Linked DNA regions of Callithrix jacchus: region 1 is linked to region 2. Evidence: chromatin contacts called from public Hi-C data. All regions are on one chromosome and are shown on one strand. The core of a region is the stretch at or near the end of the contact, and the rest is flanking DNA. Distances in the headings are between cores, read along the strand shown.

The links. A called contact is a pair of places that touch in the nucleus more often than the background predicts.
Region 1: a contact with region 2 is called in a Hi-C map of skeletal muscle, with 8 times the contacts expected there. The contact joins the enhancer-like site here to the promoter of ISCU in region 2. A contact is called at or near these places in 2 of 3 Hi-C or Micro-C datasets (both in skeletal muscle).

Annotation. Positions count from the first base shown.
Region 1 is chr9:111,696,300-111,698,999 of calJac240_pri, reverse strand. SSH1 (slingshot protein phosphatase 1) reads left to right here. Exons shown (of 15, transcript XM_035257500.3): 10 at 841-969. Among named protein-coding and RNA genes, the nearest start is that of CORO1C, 37 kb to the right of the region's middle. Within about 2 kb of position 1,394, at least 3 of the 16 cell types and tissues checked have an H3K27ac peak or open chromatin away from gene starts, as enhancers often do. A contact at or near this core is called in skeletal muscle, where this site is marked.
Region 2 is chr9:111,450,966-111,453,711 of calJac240_pri, reverse strand. It overlaps ISCU (iron-sulfur cluster assembly enzyme), which reads right to left and starts at 1,419. Exons shown (of 5, transcript XM_002752954.6): 1 at 1,268-1,419. The coding sequence starts at 1,381.

The DNA of each region.
Region 1 (2,700 bases), core at 145-2,644, 250 kb before region 2:
TTTTGTTTTTTTTTTTTTTTTTTAAAGAGACTTGGTTTTCCTATGTTTCCTATGTTGACCAGGCTGGTCTTGAACTCCTGGCCTCAAGCCATCCTCCCACCAAGGCTTCCCAAAGTGTTGGGATTACAGGCGTGAGCTACTGCATCCAACTCTGTCTTAATTAATGAATACTTTTTTTTTTTGAGACTGTGTTTCGCTCTTATTACCCAGGCTGGCGTGCAATGGTGCAATCTCGGCTCACCACAACCTCCGCCTCCTGGGTTCAGGCAATTCTCCTGCCTCAGCCTCCTGAGTAGCTGGGATTACAGGCACGCACCACCACGCCCAGCTAATTTTTTGTATTTTTAGTAGAGATGGGGTTTCACCATGTTGACCAGGATGGTCTCGATCTCTTGACCTCGTGATCCACCTGCCTTGGCCTCCCAAAGTGCTGGGATTACAGGCTTGAGCCACCGTGCCCGGCCCATGAATACATTTTTTTTAGAAATCATATTGTGATACCTTTCCAAGAAAAATGGAACTGATTTTAGATTCTTTGTATTTGACATTTAATTACAAAAGTAAAAGTGCTTTAAACTTGGTAGAAGAGATCTCATGGAAATGAAATTCCTCATTTGAAATAATAAACTTTCCTCAGTTGGGTTTACTTTAAGCTGAGTAACCTGCATTCCTGCCACCCACATGTGTATGCTTCGTGTGTCTAAATGTATTACTGTGAAAAAAAGAGAAAACCCACCTTTTTTGGAAATAGCCACAGTTTGCATTGTAACTTTAATTCTTTTGAGGCGGACAATTGTTTTCTTTAACAAATCACTTTTCCTAATATTTTCTACTCCACAGATCCGTAATGAATTAGAGAAACAGATGAATTGTAACTTGAAGGAATTCAAGGAATTCATAGACAATGAGATGCTACTTATCTTGGGACAAATGGACAAGCCCTCCCTTATCTTCGATCATCTTTATCTCGTAAGAGGCACGGCCCTGGCAGTATCTGGTTTGGGAGACATAAATCAGACCCTCTTTGTTTGGAGTTTGCAGCAAGTCCAGGTGAAAAAGCAGGCAAAAAGTTTGAGTTGCGGGAGCCTCCATTCTGGCTGGTGGGAGCTCCCCTCTTCGGCCCCTTCTCCGGCCTGCAGGCTGCTAATGTGCTCTTGAGCCAGCTGTTTGAGAAGTGGCTCCCAGCTGAGCTGCGGGGAGTTGTTTGGGAGCTATTTGGCATAGTCAACTGGCATGTGTTTCAGACTCTCTCAAACCCTTTGTCTTCTTCAGCCATGAACACATAGGCCCATCGGTCCCATCCAGCTACTTCCAAGTGGTTTGTGAGCTAAAAAACCCCAGTTGCTAAAGGAAGCATTGCCTCCAAACCCCAGAATTACGCCTAGCTATCCTGAGACACAAGAAACAACAGGGAGGACAGGTCACACAGCTGACATGCAGCTCCCACCGAGCTTGTCCAGACAGCTCTTCCACGCACAGCTCCAGTGCTGCTGGAAGCCTTCCCCCTGGTCCTGTAGTTCTGGGTGGGTTCTGCTGATCGCTGTGCACCTCCACGGCTTGCTCAGACTGTCTGAATGCTGTAAATCTCCATAGAAGGCAACTGGCAAGTTTTCAAAGTCAGAGAGGCTATAGAGGAAGGCATGTTACTAAAATTAGACAGGCCAAGCGGTGTCATGAAAATCAGTACCCACCAGCGCCCAGGTTCCCACTTCTCAGCCTCAGCAGCTGTGTGACTTAGAACAAGTCCTTTCCCTCTGTTTTTCTTCATCCGACACCCCAAGGGATGACTATGAGGATTAAATAAAATACAAACTGGGCACAGTGGCTTATGCCTGTAGTCCCAGGTCCCAGCTACTCAGGAGGCTGAAGTGTGAGGATCGCTTCAGCCTAGGAGTTTGATGCCAGCTTGGGCAACATAGTGAGATCTTGTTTCTAAAAAATAGTTTTTAATAAAATAAAAAATATGCATCTAGAGCACCAAGTGCAGTTTCTGTAAGCGCTAATACTTGGTAACCATTGTTAGAAGAGAAGGTGCTTCCTGGGAAAGCTAAGGAAGTAAATTTGCTGCTAGAGACATGAATGACTTCGTATTCTGTAGGAAGTAATTAAGAGTTACCATGTATATTTCATGATATCTATGTAGATATATAGATATGTGTATTTTTAATATATTTATGTGTACAGATCTATATAGCTTATATAGTTATTGATTAAAATGCATGTGCATGTGTGGATTTGAAAGCCGTGGGCAGTCCTGGGCACTAAATCTCCCTGGCAAGTCTGTTGACTTTCCCTGGTGAGAAGGGAATGGAAGGTACCTTCGTTCCATCTTTCTCCACTAGGTGGCAGTCACAGCAAGAGGACACTCATAGCTTCTGTGGCGCTCGCGTTATTTTTTGGTGTGGTTCGGTGCTTTATGTCACTTTTTCCATGAGAGATACTAAAGGAATTTTTATGTTTGGGCCTCTCCCTCCAATATGAAAATTCAGCTAGTGTTGCACATTACCAGCTTGCTCAGGGCCCCTCTACCCCAGGGTCCTGGGGTTGGGGGGGTCTGTCCTCTTGGGAACCTGGGAAAGGAAATTTATAGGAAGACAAAGATGGATTCTTTTGCCCTTTATGACACTATGTTGTTTGCATTTCCTAAGAGCAAAGTGATCATTTTTTCTTTTCTTTTTTTCCCGTTTCATGACCTTTGAA
Region 2 (2,746 bases), core at 170-2,669:
TTAGTTCCATAGGGTTTTTACAGATACTTGACTTCTACCCACCTATGCCACCAGACTTGAACTCAAACAGCAGTTGTTATTTTCAAATAAAGCCAATCCTCAAAAGATGATTACTATTTAAAAACTCTAAAAATAACTATGGCCCAGGGAGGGAAAGCTTTCTTAGAAGCCTCAAGGTGACGGTTACAGAGGGAACAATGCTATGGAATGTGTATGTTTATGTGTCTTTTAAAATACAAACAGTGCCATTACTGTATTTCAGAGCCTGTCATCACCCTGGTGCAGCAGCGCACCCTGGCTGCTGAAAGGCTGCTTGTCCAAGTTTCTTCAGGGTGTGCCCTCAACAGAACACATCCCCGGGTGGGGGAGGAAAGAAGGCCTTGGCGAAAGGGCAGAAGGGAGACCAGGATAAACATCCACTTAAACTGTCACACAGAAGGGCTGAATAACCTTGAGGTTTGGTTACTGGTTAGTAGTAAGTACCCCGATCCTCCAGTTCCCTTTCCCTCCCCATCTGACTACAGATTTTGACTCCAAGCACAAGGATCTACGGGACAGTATTTTATCTGGGGGCTTTTTGTGCCAGATTGATTTATAGCATTCTTTGTTTCTCTAGTGAAAGTCTCACGCCTGGGGGACTTTGCGCCACCAGTCAGCAAGGGGCTGTAAACTATGTATCCCTCCTTCCCCGCCAAAAAAACCTCCAACACAAAACAAAAACATTACGCGTGTTGGTTACAAGCCTGACTCCCCTATACACTCCTAAAACAGTAACAGAACCGATCTCCTTGTGCTAGGGCCTATGTGCCAGGACTCCGCGTACAGTATCTTTTGTAAGGGACAGCTGAGAGCCCCCCCATTTACACCTGGGTTACCAGGTTCAGAGAGGCGCAGTGACTAGCTCAAGGCCACCTGGCCAGGGCAGCAGAGTGGCTGAAGACGGACCCCGCTTCGTTGGTGTGTTTGTCGCCGGACTCAGAAACTCAAGTCTCAACAGGACCCTGCCTCCTGGGCTGTTGGAGAACTTAAAAGTTGGGACGCACGAAGTCGCGGTAAGCGGCAGAACCCCCTAGAAGTCGCCGCCCGAGGAACGGTAACTGTTGTCTATCAGTTGCGGTCAGCCCGTCTGCGCAGCAAGGGAAAGTGAGTCAGGAGAGACGTGGGAGGGGACACCCTCTAGTCCTGGCTGCGCAGAACCCCGCGGCCGCCCCGCCAGCCCAGGCCTCCGCCGAGTCGGCGTTCCGCGCATCTCCTCGTTCGTCCCTACCTTCTTGTGATAGAGCCGGGCCGGGGCTGACAGCTCCCGAGCAGGCAGGCGGGGGCTCCGGAGCAGCAGGGCCGACGCCGCCCGTCTCAGACGGCCAGCCCCAGCCGCCGCCATCTTGCCGGCCTATGCCTGCGCCTGCGCCGATCCAGAGCAACGCCAAGGGGCGGGGCGTGTCTGCAAGTCGGCTCGGAGCTGGGAACCCGCCTCTAAAGTCACCGAGGCTTTGCGCCTGCGCCCTACTGTTCAGTGCACGCGTTTGCGTTCTGGCCCCGCCTTGACCACGCCTCTCGGGTCGGGCGGGGTCGGGAGCGGGAAGGTCTGAAGTCGCTGGAGGTCTTGTCTTGGGTGCTGGATTCTAGTTGAGAGAACCTCAGGCTGTTGCAGTGTGGGTCTTAAGTTCGCTTTCACAAAGCCCGCTGCGGGAATGCGGCGAAGAGGACCACCCAGTCAACTTTTCCTAACCCTATTTTGCAGCTAAGGAAACTGAGATTTAGGGCGGTTTAGTCACTCGTCCAGGGTCGCTCAGGGACTTAGGTTCAGTTAGAACGTGGGTAATCCTGGGTTAGAATCCTGGTTTGGTTCCTTCCTGACTGTGTGTCCCTAGACGAGTGGTACCAGCTTGCTGAGCCTGAACCTTCCCTTTTGTATTAATTCGAGGACAACTCTTTCATCATGAAGCTAGACATCTGTGTCGAGTACCTACTATGTGTCAAGGCGCTCTTCTAGACCCGGGGATCCAACGGAAAGCAAAACAGACATAATTCCTGCCATTAAGCTTGCTAATGAGGGAGCAAGGTAGATGGAGATAGAGATACACATCAATACTTTCCTACTTCAAACATGGGAAGCTTAAGAAGGAAACAAACACCATGTCCTGATTGAAAAAAAATGAATATATTTCTATGTTTCTCTCTAAAACAACAGCAAACTCAATATATATGTCAGTGCCTAGCAACTAAGAATTTCTAAAGAAGTGCTTATTAATGTAACCATTTACTGTTGGTTTGCAGTATATGATCTTATAAAACCAAAAAACGCACGTGTATTTTAACGCCTCCTAGGTACCAGGCGTTGACATAAAGGGGAGGAATCTCTTTGGGAAATGGAGTTTTCTTTTGAATGGTGCAATCGATCCTTCCTCGAGGACTTGCAGTTTTCTTTCTGTTTGAGGCGCAGTTGCTGGGGAGACTAAATCCAGGTGCCAGGTCACACTAGGCGCTAAGTAAGGCATTTATTTTAAGAATCACTGTGACCTTCTCAAGATGGCGCCAAATTCTTCACTACAGACATCACTCTCGCTCCATGACTTCCTCTATGGCCTCCACTTCCTGTCCAAAGACCCAACTTCTGTCCGAAATTGTGACGGAACGCATGCCATGTTATTAAGTTTTTTTCTATGATGAGAACTTTTGCAAGGTTATAAAAATAATATGAATTTAGTGTATTAGGAGATTTTTCCGCTATCTGAGGTTTCCAGTT